Regions from separate parts of the Ovis aries genome. Here region 2 is linked to region 1. A link is a contact called in public Hi-C data. All regions are on one chromosome and are shown on one strand. The core of a region is the stretch at or near the end of the contact, and the rest is flanking DNA. Distances in the headings are between cores, read along the strand shown. Region 1 has its middle 87 kb from the start of GSC. Region 2 holds the start of GLRX5 (glutaredoxin 5).

Evidence for each region. A called contact is a pair of places that touch in the nucleus more often than the background predicts.
Region 2: a Hi-C map of tail adipose tissue shows a contact between it and region 1, with 2.6 times the contacts expected there. The contact joins the promoter of GLRX5 here to the enhancer-like site in region 1. A contact is called at or near these places in 3 of 16 Hi-C or Micro-C datasets (hypothalamus, skin fibroblasts and tail adipose tissue).

What each region holds. Positions count from the first base shown.
Region 1 is chr18:57,264,246-57,270,493 of ARS-UI_Ramb_v3.0, forward strand. No RefSeq gene overlaps it. Among named protein-coding and RNA genes, the nearest start is that of GSC, 87 kb to the right of the region's middle. Within about 2 kb of position 3,551, at least 2 of the 54 cell types and tissues checked have an H3K27ac peak or open chromatin away from gene starts, as enhancers often do. A contact at or near this core is called in tail adipose tissue, where this site is marked.
Region 2 is chr18:58,110,012-58,116,292 of ARS-UI_Ramb_v3.0, forward strand. It overlaps GLRX5 (glutaredoxin 5), which reads left to right and starts at 2,034. Exons shown (of 3, transcript XM_060401462.1): 1 at 2,034-2,370. The coding sequence starts at 2,073. It overlaps LOC105603234 (a long non-coding RNA gene), which reads right to left and starts at 1,618. Exons shown (of 4, transcript XR_009597123.1): 1 at 1,485-1,618; 2 at 1-230. It also overlaps LOC114109243.

The DNA.
Region 1 (6,248 bases), core at 2,301-4,800:
TCAGCCATAAAATGGGATAAAATGATGCCATTTGCAGCAACAGGGATGGACCTAGAGATGATGATCTTACTAAGTGAAATAAGTCAGAAAAAAGAAAGATAAATATCATACTATGTCACTTATATGAGGAATCTAAAAATGCATGAACTTAATTACAAAACAGAAATAGGCTCACAGACATAGAAGATAAACTTATGGTTACCAAACAGGAAAGAATGTTGGAGGGATAAATTAGGAGTTTGGGATTAACATGCACACAATACTACGTATGAAACAGATAACCAACACAGATCAGCTGTGTAGCACAGGGCACTACATTACATCTTGTAATCACCTATAATGGAAAAGAATCTGAGAAAGAATACAAAAAATTGATATATAAGTGAATCATTTCGCTATACACTTGAAATCAATGTGACATTGTAAATCACCCATATTTCAATTAAAAAATAAAGACAAAAAAGATTAGAAAGTAAACCACAATGAAATTCAAAGAAAAAAAGTCATCTTCCCTACAATCTCAATGGCTTATCAGGAAAGTGGACTCTATCAGTACGTCCTCATCCTCTGAGGTCAACTGAGGGTTCTGGCTCAACCTTTTCCCCTTCCAAGACCCCCATCTCAAATACCACTAATCACCACTGCAGAGGGAAAGAGCCTTGGAGAGTCGCCTCCAGCAATTAAATCCTTCACCCACAAGAGACTATGGTTATGCACACTCACACTGATTGGCTGGAACTAATCACCTGACCCAACTGCATGGGAGTCAGAAAGCCCAAGTACATCCACCGCGTTGTGAGCAGCAGCAGGAGATAGGACTGCAAGGCTTGTCCTGTGTAAAGGGCAATGGGCCTGGCACCGCTGTACCTTGGCTTCATTTGGATTAATATTATCGTGAGTTATTTACGCACCCTTTTCTTTGGCTGACTGTGAGCTCCTTGAGGGCCAAGAGCATGACTTACTCCTCTCTGTAGTAGCCAAGTCTTGCACTGATCTGGGTGCCTGTCGCATAGGTAGGAAATTCCTATGTGTACATTGTATTTCTTATTTTTTTTTGTCTTTATTTTTTATTGGTACATAATCAACATATAACATTGTATTAGTTTTCAGTGCAAAACGTCATGACTTGATATCTATGTATATCTTGTAAAATGATCACGACCATAAGTTTAGCTGTATTTCAATTAAAAAGTTAATTTTAAAAAAGTAAGGACTCACATGCTCCAACAGGGTTGTTCTTGTTCAGTCCCCAAGTTGTCTCCAACTCTTTACAACCCCATGAACTGCAGTACACCAGGCTTTCCTGTCCTTCACTATCTCCTAGAGTTTGCCCAAGTTCATGTCCACTGAATTGGGGATGCCATCCAACCATCTCAACCTCTGTCAGCCTCTTTTCCTTCTGCCTTCGATCTTTCCCAGCATCAGGGTCTTTTCCAATGAGTCGGCTGTCATTAAAGCTAGTGTAGATGATGGGATTCCAGCAGAGGTATTTTAGATCCTAAAAGACGATGCTAATAAAGTGTTGCACTCAATATGTCAGCAAATTTGGAAAACCCAGGAGTGGCCACAGGACTGGAAAAGGTTAATTTTCATCCCAATTTCCAAGAAGGGTAGTGTTAAAGAATGTTCAAACTACTGGACAATTGCACTTTCCATGCTAGTAAGGTTATGCTCAAAATCCAACAGGGTAGAAACCTTCTTGTCCCAGATTCTCAGAAACTCAGGATGCCCCACTCACCCCTCATCACCACGTCTCAGGGGATCAGAAAGCTGATCTTCAGTCTGACAGCCATCAGTCTAGGGAGCTGGATCAAACCATCCCCCACCTTCCTCCATCCTCCTTGGGGGTCTCTCTGCTTTCCAGCTAAGGCCAGACAGAGGCACCGAGTGGGTTAAACATGTATCTAGGCAGCATGAGCCTCTCGGATGTACAGAGTCCATTATCTGGAAACCTGGGTGAGGAGATACTGTTGGTCTCCCGGCCTCAGCTCTTGGGACCTGGCAAACATCTGACCCATCCTGGATGACTTTTCCAGGGTCAGCTTATTAAGAACGAATCCTGACTAATTCGGTCACCCTCCCATTTCTCAAGTATGATTTGTGGCTTAATTGCAGCAGGAAAAAAATAATGAAAAGTGCACAGCCCAGGCCATATCCATAATTCATAACTGCAATAAAACCTTCGACGTGCCGTCGTGACTTATGGCAGTCTCAGGGGTGTGCACCCTGGGGCCAGCAGAGGGCCCAGATGTTTCCGTTACAGAACTTTTTAAAGTTCACAGGCTGGAGAATCCGGGCTTCCCAGCTATTATTGCCAAGCTCAGCCTAGTTGAAGGCAAAAGCCAGAGCCTTGGCCCCAGGTCCTAGGGCCCAGGTAGGGGTCCATGTTCCGGCTTCCCTGGAAAGCAGAGTGTGTCAAAGTCTCAGAGGCTGCAGCCAGCATCTTGGAGGCAACTTCAAAACATCTCAAGCCTCCAGAAGGCTCTCATCATGCAGGAGGCTGGCCTGTGTGGGCCCCAAGAGAGCATGTATCAATAGGGGATTAGACTATGAGTGACAGAAGATCCAGGTCAAACAGCTTAAACCATAAAGGGAATTTATTGGGTCACATAAATGGAAAGTCCAAAGGTTGTTCAGGCTTCAGGAGAGGTTTGATCCAGAGGCTCAAATGGAGTCACCAGGAAGAAAGGGTCCTCCATCATTTTTCTCTGCCTTCCACTTTAGGCCCACTAGAATTTCTCCCTCAAGAAGCAAAACGGCTGCACCTGTTCCAGACCTCACAGCCTCAGGGGAAGAAAGATCATCTCTTTTCCCCAAGCACTGAACAAAGGCTGCGACTCTCACTGCCTCCATTGGGTCAGGTTTTCATTCTTGAACTAACTGGTATTTGAGGGGTAGGGAAGAGGGCAGAACATGCTGATCAACTTGAGTCAAGTGGACAATGGTAGGTCAAGGTCACATACTCCATACACTTGAAAATGAGGGGAGAGTAGTTCTCAAAGGGGAGATTTGTTTTACCCACAGAAGCGGGAATAGATATGCAGGGCAGGCAAAGGACAGATGTCTGTTCTGTAGAGCAGGGGTGGGCAAATAAGATTTGGGAGCCCCATATATGGGGCCCTAGCCCAACATGTGTTTTAGTAAATAAAGTGTTATTGAGCACAACCACACTTATACATGTATCTGAGACTGCTTGCACACTTCTGCAACAGCTGATTAATTGCAACAGAGTCTGACTGGCTTGTAAAACCTAAAAAAGTTACTAACTGGCCTTTGACAGAAAATGTTTTCTGACCCTTGACTCATTTTAACAGGAGACTACTACGATGGCTAAACACAAACAGTGGGCATTTCCAGCGTCCAGACGCGTTGAAATCATGGTTGGCACCCACTCCTGCCTTCTGTGGGCACTCTCGCTGGGGAAGGAGGTGGGGGAAGGAGAGACGGGGGCCAGGCGAGGTGGTGGGGTGGTGAGCCCAGCCAGGTCGTGAGAAGGGCACCTGGCACAAATCCCCTGGCTGCTGCCCAGGTGGCTTCGGTCAGGCAGACACGATGGCCCTGAGGCTCTCACATCTAACAGTCCATGTCCTTCTGGGGTATGACTCAAGGGAGAACCTCTCCCCTCCTCTTTCCCAAACCCGTCTGCAGGAGAGGGAACCCATCAACAGGGGGCGCTAAGAGGCACCTGGTGATCATCCCTAGAGCTTCCCTGGTGGCTCAGAGGGTAAAGAATCTGCCTGCAATGCGGGAGACCTGGGTTTGATCCCTGGGTCAGGAAGATCCCCTGGAGGAGGGCATGGCAACTGACTCCAGTATTCTTGCCTGGAGAATCCCCACGGATAGAGGAGCCTGGAGGGCTACAGTCCATGGGGTCACAAAAAGTCGGACACGACTGAGGGGCTAAGCACACACACCTCCTTCAGGCCTTAGTTCCCAGCTGTAATGGTAATTACCTGCTGGGACAACCCTCTTGCCTCTCTCAGTTGTGTTCGTCCTTTATTGGCAGATCGGAAGCTTCAGATCTCCGCAGTGGCAGCAGTCTGGAACACCCAGTCTGGCAGGGTGAGATGGCCGATTCCCATTTACCACCATTGTCTTTGCGTTCAAGACGACATCCGTGTTCACTGGTCCTTGTGTTTGGACTAGAGCATGAATGAGGCCACATGCAAGCCTTTAGAATCTTGTAACACGTTCTGATAACTCAGTTTTTGCCTTTTTACTCTGGCAGCTAAAAGATGGTGGCTGAGTTGTGAAAGATTTCTTCATTATAGGCAGGAAAGCAGGCACCCGCATGCATGTGAGTGTGTGTGTGCTAAGTCACAGCAGTCGTGTCCAGCTCTTTGGGACCCTATGGACTGTAGCCCGCCAGGCTCCTCTGTCCATGGGATCCTCCAGGCAAAAATCCTGGAGTGGGTGGCCACGCCCTCCTCCAGGGGATCTTCCTGACCCAGGGATCAAAACCTGCGTCTCTTTACGTCTCCTGCATTGGCAGGCAGGCTTCCCAGGTGGCGCTAGTGTTTAAAGAACCTGGCTGCCAATGAGGGACAGAAGAGATGTGGGTTCAACAGCATGGCCAACCCACTCCAGCATTCTTGCCGGGAGAATCCCGGGGACGGAGGAGCCTCGTGGGCCCCAGGCCACGGGGTCACACGGAGTCAGACATGACTGAAGCGACTTAGCATTGGCAGGCAGGTTCTTTACCACTAGCACCACCTGGGAGGTCCCACATTTATCCAGAAAAATCCCGTCAGTGCCTTCAGGGATGTCCAGGTACACACAGCCATACGCAGGAGCCCTTGCATCTGCCTGTACCACATGTGTGCACACGCAGGCACACCAACCCAAGTGCACGCACCGATTCCTGCAGACAGAAACCCATGGCAGCCCCTTAATCGCACATCGCAGGCATTCACTGCAGCCTGAGGTATTAGCACCAGTGTGTGCCAAGATCCCCTTCAAGAGGCTCTTGACACAGAAAAGCTCATGGAATTCCGGCATGGAATTTAAAAGAAAAGGTTATGTTTTAGAAATGTCAGAAAACAAAATGCGCCCTCAAAATGAAGTGGATTCTTTCATAACTTTTCTGATGAGAATTTTAAATTATTTTCTCTGCACCTATTTGTTGGTTCGTTTATTCAGTCAGCCATTCATTTCAGCTCCCCTGCTTTGTTGGAGCCCCAGACATGTGTGTGCATAATTCTGCCTTCAGGATGACCCAGCAGGGTTGTGCGCACGCATTCACACAGCTGCAACCCTGATGCCTAGTGAATACTCATCCGTGGTCACACCAGTGCTCCCTACACATGCACTTAGGCACGCACGCACACACACACAGACCCACACACAGAGCCCATTGGAGCTCCAAGCCAAAGCCCCAAGAAGGAATCCGGGGCTGGCAGCCGCGCGGCCAGACACAGCCAGTGCTTCTGCAAGACCCCTCTCCTCCCCCTCAGTGTTTTGACCACTACGGGTTCCAAGCTCAGCAGGAAACCTCAGCATGTGTTCACACAGAGTGAGCCCTGCAGCCTCGGAGGTGGGCAGGAGTCTGGTTCAGAAGGGAGAGAAAGATGGCAGGGGGGCTGGGTGGAAAGAGGGCACACTCCACTGGGGTTGGCCCTGGGGATGGCCCAGAAGGGCCAAAGGACCCCAGACAGGGGACAACATGTGCCCCGGGTGTCTGGATGTCAGGGAAGGGCCCACACATGCCAGCCCATCCCTCTTCAAATTAGAGATCACCCAGCCCCCCAGACTTTAGTCCAATTCAGGATTTCCGTTTATAGCTTTCAAAACTGCTGGGTGGGCCCCACCCCAATGTTCTGATTTAATTGGTCTGGGGTGGGGTCTGGGCATCTGGATGTATAAAATCTTCCCAGGTGATTCTAACGTGCAGCCAAGGTTGGGAACCTTTAGCCTACAGGAGCCCGGGTGAGTTCCTGGGACCAGGAACACACTACCTGTCCTGGGAGCCTCCTTGCTTTGGAGGCGAGTTCAGAGTTAAGAATATCCTCCACAGTTCACTTGATACAAAATTCCCAGAATAGTGAAAGCAAGCTACCACCCTCACCATGGTTCTCGTGTCCACCTCTCTGGATGTCCATTTCCAGCAAGACCTGCCTCCTCCAGGAAGCCTGCCATGACTGCTGGTTCCTGCAAGTCCCTCTCCAGGCTCTGAGCACCAGAGCCCACGTGTGGAGTCCTGGCTTCCTGTCGCAGGTGTCCAGCCCATGAAGGTACCTTGGAGGCTGCAG
Region 2 (6,281 bases), core at 784-3,283, 840 kb after region 1:
AGCCAAAAAGTTCATGCCGGTTTTCTCAGCTTACAGGAAAACCAAATGAACTTTCTGGCCAACCCAATATGAGTATATGTTAGGTGACCTTGAAAATGATACAGTTCCTAAAGTTATGAGCCACAGATGCTGGACTTCTGGAACAATAGTTAAACTTCTGCATCACATCACTTTCCGTATTATTTCTGTTCATGATGTCTGTTCCTCTGATTTACCTGGAATCAATGACTCTGGGGGAGAGAAAAAGGATTCTTTAAGAAGCTCATCAATCGTGGGTCCCACATTAGTAAAGTACTAAACATCAATAACATCAGAGGGGGGTTAAATAAATATGTCACTGGGGAGCATTTCTGAGGAAAGTCTTGAGTTTAATTTTCAGCTTATGGGGCTCAAGTTTCATGCTGAATGATTATTTAGAAGATACTCTTGCTGAAAGCACATATTTTAATTTTCAGATTTTTAACCTTGAATGCAGAACGAGGTCACCTCCAGCCACAACTTTTAAAATACTTAGGGTTTTAAAAAAAAAGAAAAGAAAAGAAAGGTAATTTGTAGCAGTACTGAAGTGTCCAACAGAAACCACTTCATCTGTTAAACAATATCTGACTGCCAAAGTTTCTCTTCCTGTCGGTTGATAGACAATGGCATGGCACAGCCATCATCACCGTGGCAACAGCACTGGGAACTATCAGAGGAAAATTGCACATGGCACTGCCGGCCCTCGAGCAGTCCTGCCTCAGCTTCCTCTGGAGGATGCTTTCTCTGCAAGTCTGGGGTGCTCCAGGGTACCATCAACCCAGTGCGACGCCGAGACTACAGATCACATGGCGATTTCACGGAGCCCCGCTCTTCGGGGGTCACTCTTGTCAGCAACGCAAGCACCCGTTTTACGTACTGAAGATGCAGCGGTGAATGAAGTCAAGGGTCTGGGAGGGAAGGCAACAACAAGCTAATGATGTACGACAAGGTGTGACATGCACAATGAAGAATGGAGAAAGCGGTGGGCCTCGGGAGGCTTCCTTTCCCTCCCCTGTACCCCCACATTGCTTTGCGCCCGCCTCTCATCTGTCAACCTTTGGGCACAGGTCTCACTGGACGTCTCTCCCCGGCGCCGTGCCTTGTACGCAGCAGCTGCTCGGAAAACGTTCCTCGAACGAACCAATTCCTTTCTTAAGTTTCTCACTCAACACACCTTTCCTGGGGCCCAGGCCCAGGGGCTTAAGTAGGCTGAAAAGTCAGCGAAGCCCCGACCACACAGACAAGAGCGCCTCGTGAACTTTAAAAGTCAAAAGCTATTTTAGTGAAATAATCGAGGTGCAGAGGCGAGAAAGGGTCTGGGTCTCCCACGTGAGCAGCGGGACAGCCGGAGGGCCGGGACTCAAGCCCCGCGCGCCCCGACCTCGTAACCCCGGCCAGGCCCGGCCCCCAGAGGCCCGCGCGGTCCCTGTTCCCGCCGCGGCCTCACGGAAGCTCCGGCAGCTCACCTAAGCGGACAACGCAGGACCGAAGCCAACTCCAGCCCCTCCAACAACGCGAGCTCACTACCCAGGTACCGGCCAACCACGCTGCCGTGGCAACGCCGCTGCCGCCGTCTGCACCGGAACCGGAATCCTCGTCTGGACGTGACCCCTTCCCGGCGTTCCGCGGAGCTGCGAAAACCCCGCCCAGCGCCTGACCCAGTCCTCCCACAGTATCCCAGCAGGCCCGTCTGCCCTTCGGAGGGAAGTCGTCTTTTTGGTTTCGCCTCTGCTTACCACGGAACGTCGTGACACTGATGGACATCCACTTTCTCCAATCAGCTGACGAAGCGGTTGCCGACGGCCAATGGTAAGGGGGTGGGTAGTGGCTCAGACGTAAAGACCTCCTTCAACCTGTCGGGGCGGGACGAGCAATCTGATTGGTAGAATCAAGTAATTGCGGGCCAGCTCTATCCAATGAGGGAGAGCTATTCGGAGCCGGTCCAATGAGGGCCTCCGGGGGGCGGGCCGAGTCGCCGCGGGCCGGGCCCCGGGAAGGCTCCGGCTGGCTAGCCCAGGTCGCCGGCGGTCAAGAGCTGCGGCCAACGTGCTGGGATGAGCGGCTCTCTGGGCCGGGCGGCGGCGGCGGCGGCGACCGCTCTGCTCCGCTGGGGGCGCGGCGTAGGCGGCGGCCTCCGGGGCCCGGGCGTGCGGGCGGCAGGCTCGGGCGGCAGCGGCTCGTCGGAGCACTTGGACGCGTTGGTGAAGAAGGACAAGGTGGTGGTCTTCCTCAAGGGGACGCCGGAGCAGCCCCAGTGCGGCTTCAGCAACGCTGTGGTGCAGATCCTGCGGCTGCACGGCGTCCGCGACTACGCGGCCTACAATGTGCTGGACGACCCCCAGCTCCGGCAAGGTCAGGGCCGGCTGCGGGCGGGGCTGGGGGGCGACCTTCCTTGGCTGCTCTACGGGGCCGAGGGTCTGTCGGGCAGGTCCGTCCGGGGGCTCGAGGGGAGGGGGTTAGGGTATGGGTTTCCACACCGCATCAGAGCATCTAGAGTGGGGGCACGATCGAGTTGGAACTAGGTTTTGAAGATCTGGGGCTCTGGGCCAGTCTGTGCAGCGGGTTTAAGTCCTAGAGGTTCTCCGATCCTCACTCTGAGCTGCAGTAGGCGTTTCGGGGCAAGTTCTCTTCGGCTGAGTCCAAGCAACATTATCAGCAGCCCGACTCCCAGCTCTGCAGGAGTGGGGAAGTGGGGCAGAGGGATACAGGAAGAGGCCCTAAGAAGTAATCACTTGGGAACAATTTGAGGGAGTGGCCTGTCCCGTGGATAAGGGACAGGTGCTGTTGATGGTGCCGGGAGGGCCGAGGTTGCCCTTTTCTGAGGCTCGGGGATTCAGAGATTGGCCTGTCGTGCCTCAAGGCTGGGGGATGAGGGTGGTCAGGGACCGTTCTCCGTCGTTGCTTACAAGGAGGGGCTGGACTCAGCTTTTGGAGTGGACTTAGCTGACGTCTGCTGCTGAAAAAGACATGAAAATTTATGTTCAGATACTCAAGGATGGGGGAGATTTGTGGGAGATAGGGTATCTTAGAGAGGTTTGTGGGGAGCTGGACGAGGAATGACTCCTGAGCCCTAGCTAACTCAAGCTGGCAGCTCCAGGAGCCAGTCAGGTTCTGGGGCAAAGTATGCAGAGTCTGTGACTTGTCACTGTCTCTGGAGGGAGGGAGGAGGGCCCTGACAGTTAATTAGCACCTTTGCTGTTGAGTCTCCTGCTGTGAACCTTACCTGCATTCTGCTGTTTCAAGTGAGTTGAGTAGGAGGGACTGGAGAAGGGAATGGCACGGGCACGCATTCCAGTATTCTTGCCTGGAAAACCAGGCCTGCCCTTTGGCTGGGGTGGATGGGGCTGGCAGAGAAATGGGGGGACTGTCCCTGTACCCGCTGAAGCGTGGCATTCCAGTTAGACTTTTCAGTGACTGAGTTCTCCCTGAGTCTTCCTGAGGTTGTTTAGTGACAGTGTCCTGGAGAGTTTTAAGGCACCAAGTTCTCTGGTAGTCTGCATGCCGAGTTCTGTTTTCTGCTGTTCTGCATTTGAAGTTGTCCATCATAGTCATTCCAACATGGACGAGACAGGCTGGTGTCAGGGAAAGGCTTCAGGTTAGAATCCTGTGGCCAATCCATTCTGCAGCCTGAAGCAAGGCACAAAACTGCGTTTTCCCTTTGAATAATATGAGGATAATGAAACCACGTGTGCCAAAGATTTTGTGAGGAACAAAGAGAAAGGAAAACTTTTAGAATGTGCCCGTCATCTCACCTGGCACAGGGAAGGCACCCACTAAATGGTAGCTGTTTTATTATTAGCACTTTATGACTTTAAAAGTATTTTTCCCCATGTTATCTAATCCGTACAGAACTCTTGGTTTTGGCGGGTGGAAATGAGGAGTGAAGGCAGCTTAACATTACCAGAAGGTATGGGATCCCAAAGAGTCGGACACAACTGAGCAACTAAAAATTTAAAAAAGTAATACTTCCATGTATTATACCCACGATCCTTTTGCCTTCCTGGTCTTCTGGAATGCTACCAAGTGGCTGGCTTTTTTCACTTACAGGGTGAGCTGCAGTCTTCATCCAGCAGCAGGGTGTCTCTGCTTATAAGATAAGATGGGAGTAACTGCAGTCTCAGCTGGGACCTTGCCTCGCCCCTATGGCCCTTAGTAAAAAGTTGTGTTGTTGATATCTTGCTTAGCATAAAGTTTTGAGAGCCTCCAGTCTGTGACTTTCAGTTCTCCTGTTTAATATAACCAGTGGATGGTATAACTGAATCCCTTTGCTCTATACCTGAAACATTATGCATCAACTATACTTCAATTATTTAAAAAAATGTTTTTAAATATAACCAGAGGTAGGCCATACTGCAGTCTGGCCAGCAAACTGAAAGTAAGAGCAGGAGTGAGAATGTTTTTGCTAAGAACACTTCTGTGTTTGACTTTCAGCCTTCTGTTCTTAAGTGTTCAAACAATAGCAACAGGAATTTAACCCTTAAATGTCTTGACCGTTGACCTTCATCAGACCATTACTTTAGTCAGTAAATGTGTTACATGTATATTGAACATAATACATGTCCTTTGTTCCCTAGAAAAGTAAGCATTAGTGTAAGTCTTAACCTCCAGACTTAGGGCAGGGTGGTGTAAGCAGGTTTTCACAGTGAGGATTATTAGCCTGGGTGAGGCTTTGAAACTTGAAGTCTCCATCTTTTTGCTTGCCACAGCTTTGAGTTTACCACGAGAGACTGACAGGCTGTCTGATGCTTGCTTTTGCCAACCAAGGATATGTCTGTGCGCCTTTCCCAGACCAAGGTCACTTCTAGTAACAGGAGAGTTCAGTTCAGTTCAGTCACTCAGTTGTGTCTGACTCTGCGACCCCACGGACTGCAGCACGCCAGGCTTCCCTGTTCATCACCAACTCCCGGAGCTTGCTCAAACACATATCCTTCGCCTCGGTGATGCCATCCAACCATCTCATCCTCTGTCGTCCCCTTCGCCTCCTGCCTTCAGTCTTCCCCTAGAGGGCAGACAGAATGAAAACCACGACAGGAGAGGGACTCCTGCAAAACTGGCCTTTCCTGCTTTCTTGTGCCAGAGGAGGCTGAGCTTTACAAAGAGCCCAAGCTGGAGGAAGACCCTCAGACACTGTCTCCTGGTTCTGGGCGCTGGGTCCATGGAGTGTGGTGCCCAGAGGTGTCAGGCCGAGACCTGAGACCCAGGGAACCAGGGCGACTGTGAGGCAGCTTTGCACTTTGTCCTTCCTCAAGTTTTTGGTTTTTTTTTTTTCCTTTTTTAAAACCTGGAGCACGCATTGAAGACAACCACAGTGGAACCCAAAGAGATAGGGACCCATCTCCCAGCCCTGGTCTTAACAAAGACTAATCTTTACTTTTGGTTTCAAAAGAAACATGTGCTCATGGGAGAAGCTTGGAAAACAATAATGAAAACCTAAAGCAAATGACAATCCACTGTAATTCTGGTGGAAACCATAAACCATTATTATTAATATTTGGATCTACCTTCTAACAGTTTTTTTTTTTTTTTTTCAGTAGAGTTGAGATCACACATGTCTATATATAGCGTTCTGCCCTCCTGAGAGCGGGGAACGTGTCTTTTGTGACTCCCGGAGCACTGTGAGTGTTGCTTATGCAAAGCGAACTTTCAGTGAGTGTCTCAATGAAAACTGCTTCTTTTCTTTATCATTTTATCATAAACTCGTAAAAACATTACGGACACTGGAATTTCTGCCTGTTCAGATTACTCTTATGTTCTTCATGTAAAGAGCAGTGTCTGTTGAATGAATAACCATCATGCTTTGTTGAATGGTTCTTAAGCATTTGAAAATACGCTCAGCCTCTCCAGTGTCCAGGACTTTAAGGATAGTAAAGCTATGATGTTAGCAAGAAGTCAGATCAGGAGTGTGCGTACGTGTCAATGGAGGGCAGGTTGTATGCTGCAGACAGGGAGATAACGTGTGCCCACCCTCTGGAGGAGAAACTCTCAGTACCCGGGCAGGTTGAAGGTGAACCGACCTGAAGACCCATCTGTTTCATGCTCAAGTATTTAGTCTACAGCAGGGATCGACAAGCTTCCTTTGTGAAGAGCCAGAGTGTAAATACTTCAGGCTTTGGGCGCCCAGTGGTCTCTGTTGGCGCCTGTTCAGCTCTGCCGTTACAGTGTACTGCAGTCAGGGACAACGCCTAGATGAAGGGGAGAAGCGGAGTTCCAATAAAACTTTACTTATAAACACAAGGAATTGGAGTGGACTTGGCCTGAAGGCT